2 separate regions of the Gasterosteus aculeatus genome follow, and region 1 is linked to region 2. A link is a contact called in public Hi-C data. All regions are on one chromosome and are shown on one strand. Each heading gives the region's core, a stretch centred on a gene start, on an enhancer-like site or on the middle of the called end of the contact. The rest is flanking DNA. Distances are from core to core; before and after follow the strand shown. Region 1 has its middle 9.1 kb from the start of LOC144406097. Region 2 holds the start of mest (mesoderm specific transcript).

Region 1 (4,151 bases), core at 790-3,289, 94 kb after region 2:
CAGCACGGGGCAATTAGCATGAACAGTGCAGAATGACTCCAGCCGCGTTGGACCGTATCATCCATCCGGTATTTTTACATGAGATTTGTGCGCATTGAGAGATAATGTGCTGCTTCCAGTTCAGTGGCTTGGCATTAAAACCTGGTGACAGACTGAATGCATTAGAAACACATTGAAAAACAGAAATCAAGGCTGCTGCCAAATAGAGTATTGGTGCAATTGTGGGACCACCACCCTTGAATGTTTGCCTTTTTTCACAATTTGTGCAAGATTAACATTTTAATATATTTAGCTGTTTTTTAAATATACCTTCAGCAACCCACCGTTTAAGACCTACTCTGCAGATTGAGCCACATGTTAAAAATCATATTGCTTGTGTATCTTATTGACAACACCCAACATAAACGTCCAGCCTTCATGCTAAGCTAATTGTACCCGGCTGGAGATTCACGTGTGACCGAAATGCAACAGTGCTCTCGTGCATCTCCCAAGAACGAGAGCGAGCGCATTCCCCGGATCTATTTGATGCCAGTAAGACTCTGAGATCTTTTGAAAAACAGGAAGGGGTGACAGAAATCTCAGACTAGTGAAGAAAATACAGAAGGAACATGAGGGTAGAGGCGATGAAGAAAAAGCAAACGGAGCCGAGCGGGAGACTGAAAACACTCTCAAGGCTGTTTCTACTGGCAGGTGAGGTGTCCTTGCTGCAGCTTACAAATCCTTTTAGATGGTAAATTGAAGCGACTGACTTTTAAAACTAAAGCCGGGAGAGATGGGGGGGGAAAAAAACAGCAACTGCTGCACGTAACAAGAGTGAGTCACAGCTGCGCACGGCAGAGAGGGCGAAACAACCACTTGTTCTTCCACCTCAACAGGGCTGTATGGCGTCCACACAGGGACTGAGCTGTGTTTGCACAGCGTACTTGCAGTGGCAGATGGGAGGGTCGGGACCACACAGTGAGCGCCGAGGTCTTTGGAAGTATCATACAGCCTTCTGGATCCCTTATTCCGTCCCACAGACCTAATAAGGACACGTTGTTCAATTAATTATATTAAAATGCTTTTAAAGCAAAGTACTCCTGTAACATATACAAGGTCATCCACAGAATCCCATAAGATCATTGATTATTTCTCTCATCTGTTACTGGTTCCAAACATCTAAAAACAAGATCACACAACTCCTCTCTATTGCTGGAAAGAGTGCAATTACACTGATGGACGGATGAGGGAAAAATAGAAGGAAAGAAAATACTTTTTGTTCTGCCCAGAGACAAAACCACCAGTGGAAACGGTTTCGGGCGGTTGGTTGATACAAAGAATTAGCACTGACAGACCAGAAATGACTTCAGGAAAAGTCCCTATGGGAGTTTCACGACGTGTGGGATGGAAAAGTACTCAAAAGTCCGTCTCCTTGCACTTCTGTCCATTTCTTGACGAGTAGTATAGGCTCAAATTTGAAATAAAGGATTCGCGCACCCAGTCTCCTTGTGCACCGTCGCGTTCATTTGAAAACGGACCTTTTATGCGCATGTGGAGAAGGAAATGAGTTGTGACATTCACTTAAACTAACGCCTCCACCTGCAACGGTAATCACAGCCACTTTAGGTAGACAAACACAGGGGAGGGTTGAAGGGGTTGCTTGTTTATGAGTACCCATTTGGCCCAGAGATCCATATCATTTGCATAAATATGAACTGCAGATATGGTTGTCAAGGGAAACGGGCTGGTGGGACATGTGAGCGAAGCATTCTGCTACGTCGAGAGGAAATCTCTTGTCCGAAAGAACCGTCCGGTTGTGAGGTTTCTTAATATGTTTAGACTTGAACGTCAGCCGCGTTGTTTGACCTTAGCTGGTGTTGAACGGGGAGGCGTTTGCGTTGTAAGGCGAGTAAATTAACCTGCGATCCTTCCCATGAGCAACATTCCGGCGCTCACCATGTGGGCTAAACAATCTTAGCTATTTGGACCTAATCTGATAAAATGGCAGAGGAAACACAAAATGTAAACAGCTGAAATCCACTCAACATAACTCAGCCGGCCTTCGAGCCAAAAACCTGCTCCTGATTACGACGGGCGGCACGCCAAGTCATAAAGAACGAAAGTAAATGCTGAAGCCTGCCACAAAACTTCACCACTTTATTGCACAAGCTGTGAATTGTTATCATCTAAAGTGCTGGAGGACCACCAATTACATGACACGCCGAAAACGTTAATAATTGTTATTTTATTTCCATCTAATGGGTAGACGGAGGGAATCAGAGTTTAAAAATGTGTCCACGGGATCCTCTAGAGACCCCACTTTAACAACTGAATGGCTGTAAAAAGTAATTACTGGCCAAATCAAAGCAATCACACGTGTGAACGGGAGGGCAGCACGGCCAAGGAGACGTGACTGGCTTCCCAGGACTGTTGCTTCAAAACCCACACGTTGTGTCAGTAATTGGGGGCGAGTTTAATGTGGGTCTCCTTACACAACAACACACATCAACCCAGTGTGTTTACCAACCTCTACCTTCCGCCATTTGTTTTTGTAATGTCTGTGTTCCATTTATTTATTTTTTTGGACCCATCTTTCCGGGAAAAACAAGTTTGAATCTCCACAACTTCCAACCTCCAGTCGAGGAACTCAGATCATTGACCTCTGGCTGAATAAAGGTTAAAAGGCCAATTTGGAAATTAGAATATCCAGTTAGATGTGTTTACTGACTGTCATGTACGTCTTGTCCTCTTGTCCCTGGGCTGTCTCTCTTTCTCACATTTGTTGACAATTCTTCAATATTGTCTTACTGCTTAAGTGGACTGACGATTTAGATGACATTGCTTTTGTAGTGATAGATTATCCGGGCAGTAGGAGCCGTCCGTAACTCGACTTTGACGCAGATCCAGAGCGACAATTTGACGTATTTCTTCTGGGAGAACTCACAGAAGCTGCAAAGTCTCAGGATAGAACAAAACCAATTTAGATCCAGCCAATTGAGAGAGTTTTTGACAGGGCGAAAGTACCACCCGGAGGGGGGGGGGGGGGTAAGACGTGTGCTGCTGTCTGACCAGCAATGATAGATACAACAAGAATAAATGATCCCTTTTCTCATTTGACGGCTTCAAATGTGTAGGTGATGCACTCTGCCTCCATCCATAGCGTGCGGGAGGCTTGCGTGCGTTCTGCCGCTCAGTCGCCTTTTTCCCCCTCACACATCAACACGTTAAGGCGGCGGGACCGCGTGAGTCACCCTTCACTGCAGAGAAGGAGAAAAAAAAAAAAATCAATGTTCTTCTTTTATTTCTGGCACTGGCAGACTGGAGTGAGTGTGATCGATTCCACGGCTTTTTGGTCGTCATCTTCTTTGTACGCGCTCTTGGTTTGGGTTACATAAGCGGCCTTAGTTGTTAACACGGGGGGCGTAATTTGATGATTCTGCGGTGAGATTTTACCCGCCGTAGGTGCATCGGGCCCGCCCCCACGCTGTGTCTCTGTGATCGCACCTCTCTGCATGCGGGCATTGGCCGACGGATGGCTGGCAGGCCTCGTGTCCAGCAGCAAGCGATGCGGCGGGGAAGGTGGGGAGGGTCTCTCAGCGTCCTCGTCTCTCCCGTTACATCGATTCGCAATCGGCTTGATTGCCTCTCAAACAAGTGTTTTCATCAGAAGTCACTCACTGATGGGTTTTCTACGAGCTGTCCGGGCTGCATTTAGGCCAAAGCCCCCCCCGCGGTGACTCACTGAGGTTCTTTTTCTTAGTGACGGCTATTCGGGCTTTACTTAAATTAAAGGATTGAAACCCTTATCTAAATCTGCAAAGAAAATATACAGGCCAACTTCACAACCAATACAGTAATATAGATTTTTAGCTTGTACAAATTGATTTTTTTCTTTCCCACGCTCTTGTTATTTGACCTTTAAGACTCAAGGTTGTAGCTCCAAATACCGCCGTCAACCGTGTCATTTTATTGCAAATACCCTCCAATGGGAAATAAAACTTGATGATCATTACCAGTCTGTAACTACCACTATATAGACGTGTAATTAGAGGCACACTGGGAGTATTGTCTTTCAAAGAATGATATTGGGGCCATAGAGATAGAGAGGTGTTTTTTAGTTCTTACCAAAAATGGTGTTGGAAGGCATTTCTGTCTCGTTGTATGTAATATTT
Region 2 (4,414 bases), core at 1,051-3,550:
CCCACCCAACGCTCTCTGTGTTTTGATCTCTGGTTGATGAACTGCAGGATGCTGAGAGGGGGGGAAAAAAAGGAGACAAAATGAGTGACAAGGATCATCGAGGCCATTTGAATGCAAAGTAAACGCACACACAACACACACACCTGTCCAACACCAAGTTTCCATCGTTGTAGCGTAAACCTGTCCACATGTCCCAGAACTCGGCGTCAGTGGGCTGCGTGTACGGACCGAACACGTCTCCGATCCTACGAGTTCAGTTATCAGCAACATGAAGATCATGTCGCACAATTTGAAACAGTTCTGCGCTTGTTTTACCCTTTTTGGAAGATCTTATAGTTGGTGAGCCGCGTCAGAACTGGAGCCAGAAAACTAGAGTCCTTCAGAAGCTTTTGACGGCAGAACAAAAAAGGTGTCAATGAGAACTTTGACAGACAATATAACTTTGTTTCTTATAAGATAAACAGTACACGCGCTCACCGTCTGCAGCAGACGCGGGTAATGCGTTTCCGGGAATAATCCTGTTTGGGAATAAAAGAATCAGCACTGACCCGCCATCTACAACTTGACCCCCAAAACCAACGGGCGGCGCCGTACCTCCATTAGAGAGACACAGGCTGTTGATGATCAGGTGACCGGAGCGGTTCTGGTCGCTTCTGTTCGTGAGGAAAAGAGACAAACAGCAGATGGGAGGAGGGGAAAGTGTCATGGATACTGTTTTCTATAACGTCAACCTGAATATAGTCACACACACACACACACACACACATATAAATACCTGTAGAGCAACTCCAGCGCCACAGTGTCTCCGTAGTCATGGGAGACCAGATTCACTCGCTGGTTGCTCAGACCCAAGTGAGCCACCAGGGCCTCCACCACACTGGCCTGCTCGAAGATGGAGTACCGGTGGGGTCGCTGGGATGAGAAAAGAGTTAAGAGCAGCGAGAGGAAGAGGGAACCATGCAGGAAGTAGAAGCGCACAAAAAAAATGCACTCACTGGCTTGTCACTGAAGCCAAAACCCAGGAAGTCCAGCGCAACGACCCGATGGAAGCGCTGAGTGAGCGGCTCCCAGATCTGAGTAGAAGACAGAAACTTGGTCACTCGGTCAGACTTGCGGGCGACCTGTTACTTGGCTGCTGAGCGCGTGCGGTGGACACCTTGTTCCAGTCGAAGCTGGAGGTGGGGAAGCCGTGGAGCAGAATGACGACATCGGAGCTTCCCAGAGCGCCGTAGGAATCTGGGTTTTGAGGAGGAAAGAGAAAACAAAAACCGTGACGGGCACGCGTGGGGTTGCTCTTTTCCCCATTGGGGTCTGGACTGAGGGCTTTGGTGGCATCGTGTCATTGAATAAGTGATAACGATCCACCGTGAATCTGCACTGGTGTCAGTTGACGTGGGATGTGATGCAGCAGCACCTATAGCGTCCATGGAGGTCCTCCTACCTCTGTAGAAGATGTCCCTGCCTCTGAAGTGAAACGCCTCCCCGGCGTTGTGCCACTTCTGCAGGGACGGGGACAGCTGAGGGGGAGGGATGTGGAGGTAGACGGCCACCAGCGGGATGCAGATCAGACCCACATGAACCCACCACTCTCTCATCTTGTTGCTCAGCGGCGGGGGGAGGGTCTCATTCCTTATTGCCTCTGGAGGAGGACGGAGGTCACGAGCAAAGACAAGAGATAAAAGCACAGCAACAGCCACACGGCGGCGTAACGTGGAGGCGCAAAAAGAAGAAGAAAAGAAACGTGCACAGATGAGAGCAATGCGGCATGATAATCGGATGCGCATCGGCGCTCAGCTGTCAATTGAGGATTCAAATTAGCTCCAAACCGAGCGATCTCAAGGAGAGGGTCGATACCGTCCAACTCGCGAATGGCAAACGCAGCTTTAATCCTTCGATTACGCCGGTTCTACTGTAGGTTGTGTTTTTTTGTCTCATTATATACTTTGTATCATTCTTACTTACAGAAATGTCGCGACTTCGTGGTTCAGCGGACCTTCGGCCAGTGTTTAGAGTCCATTGCTGCGGGAGGAACACAATGCGGAGCCGAAAGGGAACGAGGGAGGGAGGAGAAGAGCGCGGACGCCTCACTCTGTGGTCACTTCCGGGTTCCTAAACTCGCGTTTATGGAGATTTATCCGCCAGGACAAGGAGACATTAGGTTATAATCTCTGCCCACACGGAGAAATCATTTCAGGGTACTTGGCGCAGGCCGTTTTTCAGATGCCAAGAAGCAAAGAGGGAGTGACTCATCTCAGCAGTGCACGATCTTTGTTAAGAGGCTGAAAGAGGACACCAGCGCCCTCTGCCGATGTGGTCGTGACATGACATGGGCATATTATTAAGCGAGGATCTTAGTTAATTACAATTTTTTACTTTTCTCAACATGTTATAAAATAACCTTTATTCAACAAGCTATAATATATATTTCACCTTATTGACATGATATACTAATACTTTATTCAACCTGCTGTATTGCCATACTTAACCTGTACAAACTATTGTCATGGTAAAAGCTGAGACTACACATTTCAAACTGTATAAATCACATCACTCCCCAACCAAAACTCACAGAACCAGCAGCCTATTAAGAAGAAAAATGAAAAGATCTTACACACAAACATTTGAGATGATTCCAGCCATTTGTATTTGCATTGGATGGAGCGTCTTCCTCCAGCATGTACCAGCCGGTCACACACTCTGCCTCCACCTAGTGGATGGGTCATGGTACTGCACTCATCCAATCGCTTAACTTAAATAATTTAATTGGAATAAAAACACGTACAGTGCCAGTCAAAAGTTTGGACACAAAAATATAGCCGTAGTTCCAGAGACTTACACATATAAGGTTCCTTGTGCGGTGGAGGCGACTGAGGATGGGTTTAATATTTAAGCGTGCATTTCCAGTTCTTTACCTGACTCACCTCTGCAGAGACAGAAAATAACTGGGTCAAACACTCCGTTCAAAGGCTGCATTGTGCAATACTCACTGCCAGCGAGCTCTGAATCCAAACGTTATTGGTACTGCTATAACATGCATTTACAGGTTTTTAATGTGTATTAACAATTATTTGAGTAGTGTTTTACATAGCTAATGGTTAAGATACATTTGGAAATTGTGCAGTTATGCGTAAAAATACGCTTTCTTGCAAGACAATCTTCCTCACTCAGGATTTAGATTTCTTGCAATATCTTTGCCCACCTGTAATGTATAAATCAATAAGTACTGCATGGTAAATGAAAACCATAGCCCTGCAGTTAGGCTAAATACATTTTTTATTTTTAAAAACCATACACATTACTCAACAAGTTTCAAATGTAAATCCAATCACGATATCCATTTAAAATGCTCAAGATAAACAGACATGAAGTACTTTTTATTTCCAAATGTTAAAAGATAAAAAAAAAAAAATCCATAAAACAGATGGAAAAACATTCATCCCCATTACAGGAAGAAGCTACAGAACAAACGCCTCATATGGATTCCGCTCGTCTTTTCAATTATCTCAACTTTGTATGCAAATCGTAGCTGCTGTTTTGTCATCTGTAAAACAAAGTATTTCCTCGCAGGACGTTTTGGTTTTTACATCTCCAACCCCCCCCCCCCCCCCCCCCCCCCCATCTCCCCGTCCACGGCCAAAAGGCTGCAGGAATAATGTGCAGCCTGCTGCCCAAGCCATCCCAAGCGTTTCATTAAGTGTGACAACATACAGACTGAGGGAGGCTTGATCGCTTTTCACGCCATTTGCACCCTGAGATGAATATTCCAGGAACACACATTTTAGTGGCCAAACAACCCCCCCACCCCACCCCCCATATAACGTAATTGGTGTCAAATCATCCAAAATCGGTTTAGTACGATGAAAAGGTATCATCAGTATTGTCATAAAAATACAAAGGTACACTTTATTTTATGATTTGTATCAAAATTATTCTTTCCCAAGGAACGCTCTGAAATAAAGTACCCTGTGCAGATAGATACCAGTGTATGCCTAGTCTTTATTCTTGAAAAATGTCCAATTCTTTAGCGTTTCCAGTACATCAGGTGTCAAAAATATTTTACAAACAAATCAAATGCAGCAACATTTATCCATGATGAAAGAAGTCTTATGGACAGGGTTGGAAAAAAAAAGCCTATTTCCCCCCCAGGTTTTTGATTTCTAAAAAGTGTCAAACTAGAACTTAGGAGTAAAATGAAGTATTCCCTAAGGCATGATCTTAAACGATTGAATGGAATATGAAAATAATTCAATTGCTTTTTTTTTTTTTTCACCAAGACAATAATTGACTATCTATATACACAAAGTCTGAAGTTAAAAGGTTCTTTCTTTTTAGATTCCTTTTTAAATTAAATACTTTTTCTCTGCCTGAGTAAACAAATGTCAATATTGTACATTGGCAAGGGGCTAACGTTTTA

The links. Hi-C and Micro-C count contacts between places; a contact is called where the count stands out from the background.
Region 1: a contact with region 2 is called in a Hi-C map of blood and trunk muscle, with 5 times the contacts expected there. The contact joins the enhancer-like site here to the promoter of mest in region 2. A contact is called at or near these places in 6 of 6 Hi-C or Micro-C datasets (blood and trunk muscle, liver, skeletal muscle and 2 more).

Annotation. Positions count from the first base shown.
Region 1 is chr4:31,380,217-31,384,367 of fGasAcu3.hap1.1, forward strand. No RefSeq gene overlaps it. Among protein-coding and RNA genes, the nearest start is that of LOC144406097, 9.1 kb to the right of the region's middle. Within about 2 kb of position 2,040, at least 1 of the 9 cell types and tissues checked has open chromatin away from gene starts, as enhancers often do.
Region 2 is chr4:31,285,932-31,290,345 of fGasAcu3.hap1.1, forward strand. It overlaps mest (mesoderm specific transcript), which reads right to left and starts at 2,301. Exons shown (of 12, transcript XM_040174872.2): 1 at 1,963-2,301; 2 at 1,442-1,639; 3 at 1,157-1,236; 4 at 996-1,073; 5 at 776-912; 6 at 595-653; 7 at 478-518; 8 at 316-386; 9 at 144-245; 10 at 1-51. The coding sequence starts at 1,595. atp2b1a (ATPase plasma membrane Ca2+ transporting 1a) reads right to left here. Exons shown (of 21, transcript XM_040174868.2): 21 at 3,256-4,414.